Linked DNA regions of Sus scrofa: region 1 is linked to region 2. The links are chromatin contacts, called in public Hi-C maps. All regions are on one chromosome and are shown on one strand. The core of a region is the stretch at or near the end of the contact, and the rest is flanking DNA. Distances in the headings are between cores, read along the strand shown. Region 1 overlaps SPATA31D1 (spermatogenesis-associated protein 31D1). Region 2 overlaps LOC100524475 (transducin-like enhancer protein 1).

The links. A called contact is a pair of places that touch in the nucleus more often than the background predicts.
Region 1: a Hi-C map of liver shows a contact between it and region 2, with 2.0 times the contacts expected there. The contact joins two enhancer-like sites. A contact is called at or near these places in 2 of 47 Hi-C or Micro-C datasets (embryonic fibroblasts and liver).

The regions. Positions count from the first base shown.
Region 1 is chr1:234,466,838-234,473,301 of Sscrofa11.1, reverse strand. All of the region lies in intron 2 of SPATA31D1 (spermatogenesis-associated protein 31D1), which reads right to left. Among named protein-coding and RNA genes, the nearest start is that of SPATA31D1, 99 kb to the right of the region's middle. Within about 2 kb of position 3,386, at least 10 of the 83 cell types and tissues checked have an H3K27ac peak or open chromatin away from gene starts, as enhancers often do. A contact at or near this core is called in liver, where this site is marked.
Region 2 is chr1:234,277,310-234,284,302 of Sscrofa11.1, reverse strand. LOC100524475 (transducin-like enhancer protein 1) reads left to right here. Exons shown (of 20, transcript XM_003480540.4): 17 at 2,436-2,583; 18 at 4,285-4,435; 19 at 5,340-5,416; 20 at 5,549-6,135. The coding sequence ends at 5,656. Among named protein-coding and RNA genes, the nearest start is that of SPATA31D1, 90 kb to the left of the region's middle. Within about 2 kb of position 1,967, at least 29 of the 83 cell types and tissues checked have an H3K27ac peak or open chromatin away from gene starts, as enhancers often do. A contact at or near this core is called in liver, where this site is marked.

The DNA of each region.
Region 1 (6,464 bases), core at 2,137-4,636, 190 kb before region 2:
GAGCTGCAGCTGCTGGCCTATGCCACAGCCACAGCCACGCTAGATCTAAGCTGTGTCTGCAATCTACACCACAGCTCATGGCAATGCCAGATCCTTAACCCACTGAGCGAGGCCAGGGATAGAACCTGCATCCTCATGGGCACTATGTCAGGTTCTTAACCCACTGAGCCACAATGGGAACTCTCACATTTCCATGTTTTCTCATAGACTCTTCACCACTTTCCTTCTTATCCCATTTTACAAAAGAGAGATGAAGGGATGGTGCCAAAGTAGCTCCTCCAGAAACCAGGAAAACCAGAGCAGGACACCGCTGTCTCAGGCCTCTCAACCACGGGGAACTATACAAAAGGCAGCAGCCCCTCTCTGCACTGAAATGCATGCGTTTGAGCAGGATTCTAAAAATGCAGAGGAGTAATCATCTCATTCTGTGACTGTCAACAACAACGAGCTGCTGTGCGCAGCTACCTAGCAGGAGGATGAAAGGGAGGCTGTTCTCTCATTTACCAAGTACAGTAGTAAGATATGTGATCACGTTAAGAACACTTGAGGGGCCTTGTGGGTGAAAAGGAAAACCCAAGCCACTTCACTTGTGTGTGCCTGGCAATCCCCAAATGAGGCTGACACAGCAAAATGGGCTGTTCCCATAGCCACTGCCTCCACCTTCCTCACCCACCTGTACCCCTCCACCCACACATCTTCATTCTCAGGGATCCTCTAGATCCTGGGGAATTACTGCCACCCTTTACCCACCACATGTGCCTTGGAGTTGTGGTGAAAGAGAACTGAAATTGAAACTAGGGTCTCCTCTGGAGTTCCCGTTGTGGCTCAGCAGTTAATGAATCTGAGTAGCATCCATGAGGACGCAGGTTTGATCCCTGGCCTTGCTCAGTGGGTTAAGAATCCGGCGTTGCTGTGAACTGTGGCGTAGGCTGGCAGCTACAGCTCTGATTTGACCCCTAGCCTGGGAACCTCCATATGCTGAGGGCAAGGGCCCTAAAAAGCAAAAAACAAACAAACAAACAAGCAAACTAGTGTCTCCTCTGACATATCACAGAGTGGCTCCTCCCAGGAAGTCTGCCCTTCACACCACAGCCTGAGGGGGCCAAGGGTGCCCAAATCTGGTCGCCATGTCCATTTCTGCCCATTGACATCTTCCTTAACCTGATTAGAAGCCAAGCTTTTCAAGATCTGGGCGCTGCCTGGCATTCTGGCTGTGGGTCCTCACACGCATCCACACACACCTGACTCCGGCCGTATTTCCAGAGACTTCCCATGATGGGCTCAAGTGCATCCCTCTAAAAATTCATACATGGAAACCCTAACCCCCAGTCCCTGAGAATGTGACTATATTGGGAGATAGGGCTTTAAAAGGGGTTATTATGATTAATGATGTCCTGTGACTGGACCCTAATCCAACATGACTAGTATCCTTAAAAGAAGAAGAGATTGGAAAATGGAAAGAAGACCATTCGAAGACGTAACCAGAAGGCAGCTGTCAAGCCAAGGAGAGGCACGTCGGCGGAAACCAAACCCACTGACACCTGGACTTCTAGCCTCCAGAGCTGTAAGAATATTATTTTCTGTTTTTTAAGCCACCTCATCTGTGGTATCTGGTTATGGCAGCACTGGCTACCTATTACAGCTTCTTATTCCCAAGCCCTGCTACAGTCTTTCACACTGGCCCCTCAGCCTGGAAGACACGGCCCCCTGGCCATCCCTGACCATCGTCCTCATGGATACCTCTTCGACTCCAGTGTTCAACACAAATGCCAGGTCGTCTCCTCCACGAGGCCTTTCCAGATAATCACGGACACCCCACAGCTGACCTGTGATTACACAGAGGCCTAACACACCTCCATGGTGTGGCCATCCCCCACAATTCTCTGTCTCCTAGTAAACAGCAAGTCTCATGGAAAAGGGACGCCTTCTTACTCATTTCCCCAGCTTAGCACAATGCCCATCAGAGAGAAGATAATTAATGTTTGATGAAAGGACAAATCGGGGAGTGGAAGGAAACAGCAATAGCAGTAGCAATAATAACTAAACCGTACTGAAGGTTAGCTACATGCCAGACACTATTCTAAATGCTACACTTGTCCTAACCAGCCTTATCCTCCCAATAATAATAGTAAATAGTATGGTTATCCCCTTTTTACTGGTGAGAACCAAAGCACACAAAAATAAGTAACTTGCCCAAGGTCATGCAGAGTCAGGGATTTAAAACCACGTATCCGGCTCCAGAGTCCACATTCTGAAGAAAAATGTCTTCCAAAGAAAAAGAAAAGGAGAAAAAGAAGATAGGAAAGGAACAAAAGAAGGTAAGAAACCACCACTTGTGTAAACTTAGGCAAGATACTTAAATTCTTTGAAACTCAATTTCCTCATCTGCTTGTCTCAGGAAAGGCTTGCGTGAGATAACATATGAGAATACGTTCTTATCGCAGAGGGCTGTGGAACGACACAGCCTGTTTTCAGTAGCCAGAAATCAAGTAACCCCACAGGCCTTTCATTTGAGGAGTGGATTTTCAGGGATTTTTTCCTACATGGTAGATAATCCTGAGGAGATAAATTCAAGGCAGAGAAGAATGGGGTAGGCAAAGATGAGCATTGGAAGGAAAGGCTTCTCTGCCTCCCACCAGGGACCACAGGTCACACTGCCTTTTTCCAGAACTCTCAGAGAACCATTTGCCGGTAATATTTCTGCCCCTCGGAGTTGTGCATTCCAATCGAGCTGGCCCTGAGGGTCGCTGAGGACACATACCCCAGAGGGGTGTGGCCCCTGATTCAGAAACCACAGATTACATTCTTGAGAGGCCTACAGATTAATGTCATATTAAAATTTCAGTTTAGGAATCTGGTTTTCTGACTTAATATTCTGAGCTGGGATTCTGATGTTAACTGGCGTATGGGAGAACTTCTGTTCTGTCTTCAAACTGGACCTTTCTGGTTTTGGTTTGTGTTTTTTAAATACTGACTTCCCGTGGAGCACCTACAAATCTTTTTTCTTTTTTTTTTTTTTTTCCCTTTGATTCACAAATGCATGGAGCATGAAACAATGACTCATGGGACCTGGTAAAGAGGCAGGTTTAGTTGTTCGACACCTGCAAAGACTCCCCTTCTTCATAGGTTTTCAGATGACCTACTTACCTAGGCAGGGAGCAGAATGGTTAAAGCGTTTGGAGAAAATCAACTGTAAATAGAAAGGCTATGTTTAACATAATCCTCTCCAGAAGATTCTCCCTCCTCCAGTCACTGTAATCAACCCTGGAGTATCAGGTGAAGGTTCTTGATTATCTCCCTGTGGCATTCTGTCTCACCACATAGCTGATAATACACTGATGGATTATCAAACAAGATTACAGCTTTAGCAAATAAAATCATGTTTTGTGTTAAGAGAGAAAATGCTTACTATCCCTACCTGCCTGGCTAAATATTTACATATCACAGGCTTTCTAGGGTCCCTGTTCTTTCAAATCTGATTTTTCAAAAACAACACAAAGGTTAAGTTAACAAAAGGGGAACACACTGTGCTTTCAACACGAAGCCAAATGCACCTCTGGGAGAAAACAGGTGCTGTCAGAAAGGCAGGAATAAATCCAAGGCCTCAGGTGCTGGTGAGATCAATGGGTACATGTGACAGAAAACAGAGGCAAATGTGTTAGGAGGGATTCAAATGCCTACTTTGAAGGGAACATAAATGAAAGAGAATAGATAAGCAATGCGGTCCTGCTATATAGCACAGGAAACTATACCAACCACTTGGGATAGAACATGATGGAAGGTAATATGAGAAAAAACATGTTTATATGTGTATGACTGGGTCACTTTGCTGTACAGCAGAAATGGACAGAACTTTGTAACTCTACTATAATTTTTTTAAAAATGAGAGAGAATGGAAATCCAAAGCATGCACATAGATGTGTGTGTGTGTGTAAGAAGAACAGCGATGGGCTTATATAAAGTCATAGTCTCAGGTTGGTCTTTTGCTTTATACCTTCCAAAGCCCTTTCTCCTTCAAGCCTATACTCCTCTCTCTGCCTCCCTTACTACCCAGTTTCCGCCTGTTTTCCCCAATCTTCCCATTTTAGAGATGACACAAAGGGAGGCCTAAGAGAAGTCACACAATTTTCAAAAAGTCCTAGAAGGCAGGCTTCAAACACAAGTTTTCTCTTTTTTTATCTCCCCAATACATCAAACACAAGTTTTCTGATTTCCATTTCAGTCCCCTTTCTGCTGCACCTCTCTGCTCTAACACAGGGACGTTCTCCTAAAGGACGGGAATGGCAGAGGTGTGTTTTTTTTTAAGCTTTGTGTATTCATATTGAAAAATCTTAAGTTGAATTCCTTTTGGGTTTAAGACTTGTGGACAGGACTTCCCCGGGTGGTGCAGTGGGTTAAGAATCCAACTGAAGTGGCTCAGGTTCAATCCCCGGCCTGGCGCAGTGGGTTAAAGGATCTGGCATGGCCTGGCCGTAACTGCGGCTTGGATTCAATCCTTGGCCCCAGGGAACTTCCGTAAGCCATAGTGTGGCCATTTAAAAAAAAAAGAAAGAAAGAAAAAAAAAAAAGACCTGTGGACAAATGGATATAATGTATTTGTAGGAAACAGGCACTTTAAAATGCCTATCTTTCAAGAGAGGAGAGCAAAACAGAGAAATTGGTTTGGGAACAGTACACTGGTCAGTTTAAATTAGTTACTGTCCCAGGGAATAGTACAAAGCATTGATAACCACTGTGGCTAGTTGTGGAGCAAGTTATTTTGGACAATCTAACTTCCTTCTCTGAATGACAGATCCTGCAAACATGGAAAGGTAAAGAGATGGGATGCTCTGTACGTGCAATTCAGAGTGTCTTCTTCCCCTGCCACACACAAAACAGCACTGGGCTGATCTTCAGTGCAAAGAAATTTCTGTTCGGCAGATGAGGGAAGGTCCACAAAAGCATCAGGGCAAGATGTTTTGTCATGGAGCAAGTGGTCTCACTCACTTCCAAGTGGAGTGAGAGCGTGTCACCTCCCAGGCACCGCCCAAGGAGCCAGCGTTCTGTGTGCATACTGGCTACTGATGGGGATCATCAAGTGAAAAAATAACGAGCATCACACAGAATAAAAATACTCTAGTCCTCTTTTGTAATGCTATGTCATTTCCAAAAATGTATCAAATATAAACTAGTGAAATCACAACTTTTCTCTTTTAAAAATTATGATTGAAAGGAGATAGAAGTTTTTAAAATACAAGGAATATGATAAACAATACATTTCAACTTATCTACAAGCTTATATAAATATCAGCAAAGTTCCCCTTCCATCCCCTACAATCTACCTTCCCCCATCTCCAGATGGATTATCTCTGCAGTTTAGTGTGTATTTTTCCAATTCTTTTTCTATGAGATATATTTTCTTTTATATGTAAGTATATAAATATTTAAGTATTATATGTAAGTATAACTAAATATATATACTTATATGTACATATACTTATTTTTTTCAATAGTATGTGTGAAAGATCTCCTCAAGCTAGAAGACAGAACTCGACTTCATTCTTTTTAATTGCCACTCAGCATACAAGAATATGGATGGTCCATAAATACTATGGATTTGGAGTTTCCATTGTGGCTCAGCAGGTTAAGAGCCTGATTAGTATCCATGAGGATGTGGGTTCAATCCTTGGCCTTGCTCAATGGGTTAAGGATCTAGCGGTGTTGTGAGCTATGGTCAAAGTCACAAAGGGGCTCAGATCTGGCATAGCAGCTCTGATTCGCCCCCTAGCCTGGGAACTTACATATGCCATGGGTGCAACCCTAAAAAGACAAAAGATAGGTGTAGTCATAAAAAAAAAAAAAAAATACTATGAATTTCTCTATTGATGGACATTTAGGTCATTTCCAGTTTGAGGTTATTATAGTCAATAATGCCACAAACATTCATATGTGTACATGGTGGAAATTTCGAATTGAAATAAATCTCTGGTTTTAATTTCAATTGGCTTTGCAAAATAACTATCAATATACACTTCAATTTATTAAATAGTCTACACTTTTCTCTCTAATCTTATATGTGAATTTTTCTGTATAGTAAATACCTGCATGTGCTTAGGACTCCCTAATGTCTATTGTAGTTTATCTATCGATGTCTTCTCCTTTCATTTCATCACCATTTCAACTATTATGGCTGCAGGTCATGTTTTGATATCTGGTGGAACAAGTCCTCCTTCATTTTTTTTTTTTCCCAAAATTTTCATAGCTAATATTGCACATTTTCTCTTTCTTTTAAAGCTCTGCTACAAATCATAGAGATAAACATTATTTTTTTTTTAATTTTTATTTTTTGGTCTTTAGGGCCGCACCTGCAGCAAAAGGAAGTTCCCAAGCTAGGGGTTGAATCGGAGCTACAACTGCAGGCCTATGCCAAAGCCATGACAACATCAGATCTGAGCCAAATCTACAACATACTCCACAGCTTGCAA
Region 2 (6,993 bases), core at 718-3,217:
TTAGAATGAGCAAAATGGACAGATGGACAGATGGAGCCAGAGCCAACAGCCTTTTCAAACTTTGAGCCTAGCAAGTGTTGGGCGATTTTTCTTTTCTTTCTTTTTTTTTTAATTTAATAAAACCACTTCCAAAATATTAATTCAGAGTGCTTTTTTCAAATGTTAATCTCTTTAACCCTAGTTGCTTCTTCATTGCTGTTATCCTGATTTTATCATGGAGGAGCTGTGATAGGGCCCAGGCACCCATCTCCATTGGGTGTGCTCTGAACTTCTCTCTTTGCTGACCGCCAGGGTCTCAATACCTGATGGCTATGACAGAGTCCTGCTTCACAAATCTCAGTTTGGACTAGCCACACGTGGCTAGTGGCTACTTTGTGTGACATGACAGGGCAATGCAGAGTCTACTGTTTTTTTTTTTTTTTTTTTTTTTTTTGTCTTTTTAGGACCACACCCACAGCATATGGAAGTTCCCAGGTTAGTGGTCGAATCAGAGCTGTAGCTGCCGGCCTGCACCACAGCCACAGCAATGCCAGATCTGATCTGCATCTTCGACCTACACCACAGCTCGAGGCAACACCAGATCCTTAACCCACTGAGCAAGGCCAGGGATGGAACCCACACCCTCCCAGATACCACTTGAGTTTGTTACTGCTGAGCTACGACAAGAACTCCCTTAATATCTTGCATCTGCTGTGACCCAGAGGAGCCTGAGGACAGCACCGAGATAGGTGGATACAGGGATGGAGAAATACCCACCGGGTGCTTAAGTCAGCAGAGAAAAATTTCTATATTCAAGGAATCAAAGTATTTCCTGAGTTCCAGAGGTAAAAGGAATTCGGAAGATGAAATGAAGAGGGAGGTCCCTGGGTTTCAAACGCTATTTGAAGGCAGAAAAGCAGCAGTTTGGAAACGGGTGGGGGGAGTGTGCGGCTACTCCAGGCCTGGGGGACCAGAGGGGAAGCCTCAGAAGGAGAGTTGGGTGCATGGAGGAGAGGACCAGGTGGAAGTTCTGAATGGTTTTCAGAGGTGACTTTTTTTTTTTTTTTTTTTGCTTTTTTTAGGGCCACACTCCCAGCATATGGAGGTTCCCAGGCTAGGGGTCAAATTGGAGCTGTAGCCACTGGCCTACACCACAACCACAGCAACACCAGATCTGAGCTGTGTCTGTGACCTATACCACAGCTCACGGAAACCCTGGATCCTTAACCCACTGAGTGAGGCCAGGGATTGAACCTGGGTCCTCAAGGATCCTAGTCAGATTCATTTCCACTATACCACTATGGGAGCTCCAGAGGGGCTGTTTTTGATGTGGCAGTTCACATCTTATCTCTGAATTCAGGGCACTGGGGTTGCTCTTGTCTTACCCTCCATGCCCTTTAAATTTTGGACTCAGCTTTCAAGATTGCCGCTCTGTGAGAAGGTAACAGGAAGGGGAGGCACTGGAAACTTTTCTCTGGGTGTTGAGGTTCCCACGAAGTACTCCTGGATGCTGCCTGCTTTGCCGTCCTCTTCAGGCCTCCGAACACCTCTCTCTGGTTCCCGGCTCTCCCCTGCCAGCTCCCTCTTGGCATGGACCAGACCAGACTCATGACCCCCAACCTTCTGGCCCTGTGGTGGCTTACCTCCCCCTGCCCCCAGCAAGCCCCACCTGGGACCTGGCAGAGCACCTGCGCCCGGCAGATCCTGGTTGGTCGCTTGTTCTGGGTGGTGGTTTTTGACCAAAGCACAAGGATCCTCTTTAAGAGAACAACAGCCTTGTGCTCAGCTTCGAGGCCACGCTGTGCCAGAGGCCGGTCCCAGCAATCAGCTCCGTCTCTGCTCTGCGCCTCTGAGTCAGGAGGCCGGCATGCCCCTTTGTCTCTGCGAGTCCACATTTCCTAATGCGGGTCTCTTTCTAGTAGAGAAAGCGAGGTTGAGTAAATACATGAGCTCATGCTTTGTTGGCAGGAAGGGCATCGCTGTGTTATTCACTCATGGAGACAGGAGTGCTTCTGGGCCCTGAGCTGGTAATGTGGTGATTCAGGCCCACGCGGTTAAAGGCCAAGCCTGCCTCTTTCTGGGAGGAATACACTTGGGATTCTGTGTGTTTGCCTTTTTCCCTCCCCCCGTCTTTTCACACTTAAACACTTTTCCAGACCTGGGAGGAATTTTTCGTTCCAGACGAATTTGTAAGAATAGCTCTAGGAGCGTATTTAACTTCTCCTGTGTGGTGACCTAAAACGGCATTCAGTTTCTTCAGCACTTGGATCCTGAAAAAAGAAGAAAATCTGCAGGTGCTGTTTCCTCTCCTCCTCAGGGGAAGGTTGGTCTGATCTTGCACATCAGCAGACACTGAGGAGATGACACATGCTCGGCAGGTCCAAAACCAACAACACAACAGTGTTTACCCTGAGCCCTGGCAGGAAATCGTTATTCAATCTGGTTTGTTTTATCAGGCAATTCCAGGGCCACACGGACGGGGCCAGCTGTATTGACATTTCTAACGATGGCACCAAGCTCTGGACGGGCGGCTTGGACAACACAGTCCGGTCCTGGGACCTGCGTGAAGGGCGGCAGCTGCAGCAGCACGACTTCACCTCCCAGGTGTGGGCTTGTTCTTCCCTGTGCAGCCACCTCCCCCCTCCCATCCCCAGCACAGTAGTAGCCAGACAAACAGTCTGGGCTCTAATTTGAGATACATACACACAGACCCCAGAAATCACCCCCAAATGCTTACAGTGTTTTAAAATTGCTGTGGTTTAAACAACCTGTGGGTTGTTTTAGTGGTATATGAGTTTGCTTCAGGAATCTGCGCCTGGAAGAACATACAGGGTCTGATCTGCTGTCCATCTTCTCACCATCTAACATGGGGTTGAGAGATGAGATGATGATTTGGTCCACATCGAAATGGACCTTGAAAAATATGCAGTGATAATCATGATAGCTCTGAGAGTTAATTTATTTCACATACATCAGGCATCTCAGTGGATGCCCGTCTTATTACTCATCCCTTAAAAACTGGGCTCATGCCTGCCCAGATTTATGGAGTTTTGAAATGGCATAAAAATGGTAACTTTGATTGTGGATTGTGGAGATGATTTACATGTTGAATGTCTGACTCTAGGCCTGTTTGGGGAAAGACAGGGCATGCCATTTTAAGTGCTTTCTGATGGTGGAATTGTTCTTTTTATCATCGCTTATTTCCTTACTTTTTTGGGGGTAATAAAAGTAATTCCACTCAGAAAAATAGGACAGAAATGGAAAGCAACTATACATGCAACTAAATTTCATGGCCCTGTCAAAATTTTGTTGAGTCTCTCGTGTTCCAGCCCTGTTCCTGTTATGGGTAAGATCCTATTTTTGGTCTGCCCTTTTTTTTTTTTTAACTTCTCGTGGAGAATTTCAAATATATATGAGAGCAGAAAATGTTTAAGCATATGTAAAAGTCCAAACCACAAATCCCATATGCCCATCACCCAGCTTCAACAGTTACTAGCACATGACCAGTCCTGTCTCATTGGTTTTCCCTGCCCCCAAACAGTGGATTATTTTAAAGTAAACCCCAGACATCATATTGTTTTGTCCCTACATAGTTCTGATAGTGTCAGTAAAAGACAAGGAGTCTTTTCAAACAAAATACATGAGTAGTGTTACGAAGAATAATTTCTTAATTATTTTTTATTTATTCATTTTGTCTTGTAGTTTTAAAAGCAAAGTATAGTTGATTTACAAGGCTGTGCCAATTTCTTCTGTACAGCAAAGTGACCCAGTCATACATATATGTTTTCTTTATTCCTTCTAATTATTTCATAAAGGTGATCAGCACTTGCCTTATCTAGATTGGGTTGCTTATCCCATAGACTTTACCACACAGTTTGAAGTTTGCTTGTTCCATCCTCCTGTTTTTTGTGGGGTGTTTTTTTTTGTTTGTTTTTGTTTTTTTGGCTTTTTGTTTTGTTTTTTGCTTTTTAGTGCTGTATCTTGCAGCATATGGAAGTTCCCAGGTTAGGGGTCGAATTGGAGCTGCAGCTGCCAGCCTATGCCACCGCTACAGCAACCGTGGATCCAAGCAAGCTGTGTCTGTGACCTAAACCACAGGTCACGGCAGTGCCGGATCTTTAACCCACTGAGTGAGACCAGGGATGGAACCCACATCCTCGTGGATACTAGTTGGGTTCATTACCGCTGAGCCACGACAGGAACTCCCCATCCTGTTCCTGCTAGTTTTCCTCCCTTTTTTTTTGTCTGGTCACTTCCTAAGTTCATTGGGCAAAACACTCAGCGAGCCTCTTCTGCTTCTTATAGATATTCTCCCTTGGTTATTGCCCAACCGGAGAATGGCTGGCTGTGGGCATGGAGAGCAGCAACGTGGAAGTTCTCCACGTGAACAAACCCGACAAGTACCAGCTGCATCTCCATGAGAGCTGTGTGCTGTCCCTAAAATTTGCTTATTGTGGTGAGTTCAACTGAAAGGAAACCGGAGGATGCTGATGGCCTGAATGGAAAATACTTCTACAAAAATACAGTGGAGATCATATCTGGAAAAAATGTTCTCTGAGCAGCTGGATGCAATAATTCTATTGTCTTAAAATGTCCCTCAGAGCATAGCGATGTCGGTTTCAGTCTGTTTCCCTAATTTGAGAAAAGTCAGCAGGCAATAAAATTGCCTAATACAGGGTTTTGACACATGTTTGTTTTTAGTGGGGAGAGTCAAGGGTGTGGGTGGGGGGCACTTAGTTACCAGTCTGAGAGGGGTGGGTGGGATGTTGGAGGAGAAGGGAACAGGAGCAGAGGAGGTGGCAATGGACTGGCCAGAATGAGGAACCCGTGGTCAGAGAAGGAAATGTTTAGCTGCACCCAGGCCATTATACTCTTCAGTGAAGATAATGAGGGAGGAAGTTCATGGGGAGTTAAATATTTGTTCCCGAGATGGATGGATGGATGGATGGATGAGTAGCTATCACATGTTAACCACATTCTATGTTCCATATATCCTGTCTGCTATTTTACTTAGATTTGTCATCTCATCCTTCCTGGTCCCGTTTTTATCCTAAAGAGAGTAAAGGGAAACAACTTCACTGATGGACTATTTGAGGACCCACTGCATGCTGGGTGTGAGGCTACCTGGCTGATGGCTGATGGGGCTGACATGGTCCCTGCCACCACTTTGGTTAAACCCAGGATTATAGCTGGTTCACACTGGAGCCCAAATTTAAAACCTGCTCTTTCTACTCATGTCATAGCCCAACCCCTTGCATGTGACAGTTTATGATTAAAAAGGCTCTAATTTAAGTCGATGTAGCTAATGTATAGCAAGGATTATGATCTTGTTTAACCACATGTTCCTTTGCTAATTCTAGGTAAATGGTTTGTGAGTACTGGAAAAGATAACCTCCTCAATGCTTGGCGGACCCCCTATGGAGCTAGTATATTCCAGGTAAGTCGGTGCTCTTTATCTAGAATGACAGTTGGACCACAGTGTTCCCGATGGCTCCAGAAGTGAAGATGCAGGGCCCCCGACTATGTCTGTTCCACATTAAACACATGTCCATTGTTTTCTCTCTTCCAGTCCAAAGAGTCCTCGTCCGTGCTCAGCTGTGACATCTCTGTGGATGATAAGTACATAGTCACTGGCTCAGGGGACAAGAAGGCGACAGTCTATGAAGTCATCTACTGAAAACATTATGTGGTTTAACGTTTATAGTTGAATTGGGCCAAAATGTTTTGAATTTGTAGGAATAGAAACGTTGTAACTTTAAGAAACACAAAAACCTGTTTCCAAGCCTTGACACAAAACAGTACTTTGCGTCTACAAAGAGGAGGCAACAGCACATCAGCAGGCCACCCGTCTACCAAGACCAAATGGAGCGCCAAGGCAGGGTGGACAGAGGGGCAAGGATTGCGGCTTGAGGAATGGAGCCTGCCGACCAGGGCAGGGTCCATCCTTTTCTTCTGTGTGATCTGCTGAGATCAACTTTCTGTTCCTTGCGATTCCCTGGCTGCCCACCCTTGGTAGAGCAGTGGTGTCTCCAATGAAACTTGTTTCCTGGTTTTGCATCTTGTGAAATGTTTTTTTGTATTTTTGTTGAAGGTTAAACATTTGTATAAATTGTAAATATATTTGGTTTATTACAGTAAAGGCTTTAGTACCAATAAGTGGTTTCTCTTCTCCTTTGTTGTTTTTATCAATGCTATGGAATCATTGGTGTGGGTTCTATCCTAAGCAAATTTTAGACATGTGCAGAGGAACTTTTCAAATGCACTTTGTGTTTTATAAATGTATTTGGTCACGGACTCCCACTGCACTAGAACCTAATTAACACTTCTGGGTTACCAGGAACTCAGAACTAGGGACAATGAGTAACTGAAGCTTTATTAATGATGATTTTATTTGAGAAGCAAAAATAACTTCAATATTCATTCTTTTGTTTGGCTACTCTTGTGATTCGAGGGCACAAATTAAAGCTCAGCTTTTTCTTGGTGATTCACTGGGAGACAGATTATTCTTTTCTCTAGGAAAGCCCAACATTTTATTCAAACCTATAGTCTTTCCCTTCACAAGCTTCCCAATTTAAGAAATGGAGGTGCCTTGTGTTTAGTGTTAAGACTGATGATATCCACAAAGCTGTGGAGTTCATTAACCTGTAAAAGAAAGGTGGGATGCCCGCTGGTTTTGTCTCATTAATACTTATTTGATCTATTATATTAATTGACTTGCACCAACCACACCCAGCACTTCACTCCATCCTTCTCATTAAGGCTTTCCCTGCAGCTACAGCCCTTGCTCCCTGTCATTAGTCTGGTCTTTATCTTTGTGGACAAGCTTTTACTAATTTGATTAGATGAAACCTGTAACCCTGGGCTTTTAATAAGTTGCCATGCATGGTTCCCTCTGAAACGGCTGCATGACTCATTCTTTATATACCTATTATTTATTGCAATATTTTTGAGAATAATGGTTAATAATTTTGAGCAAGGTTTTCTGGCTGTTTAAAAATAGCACCTAAAGAATTT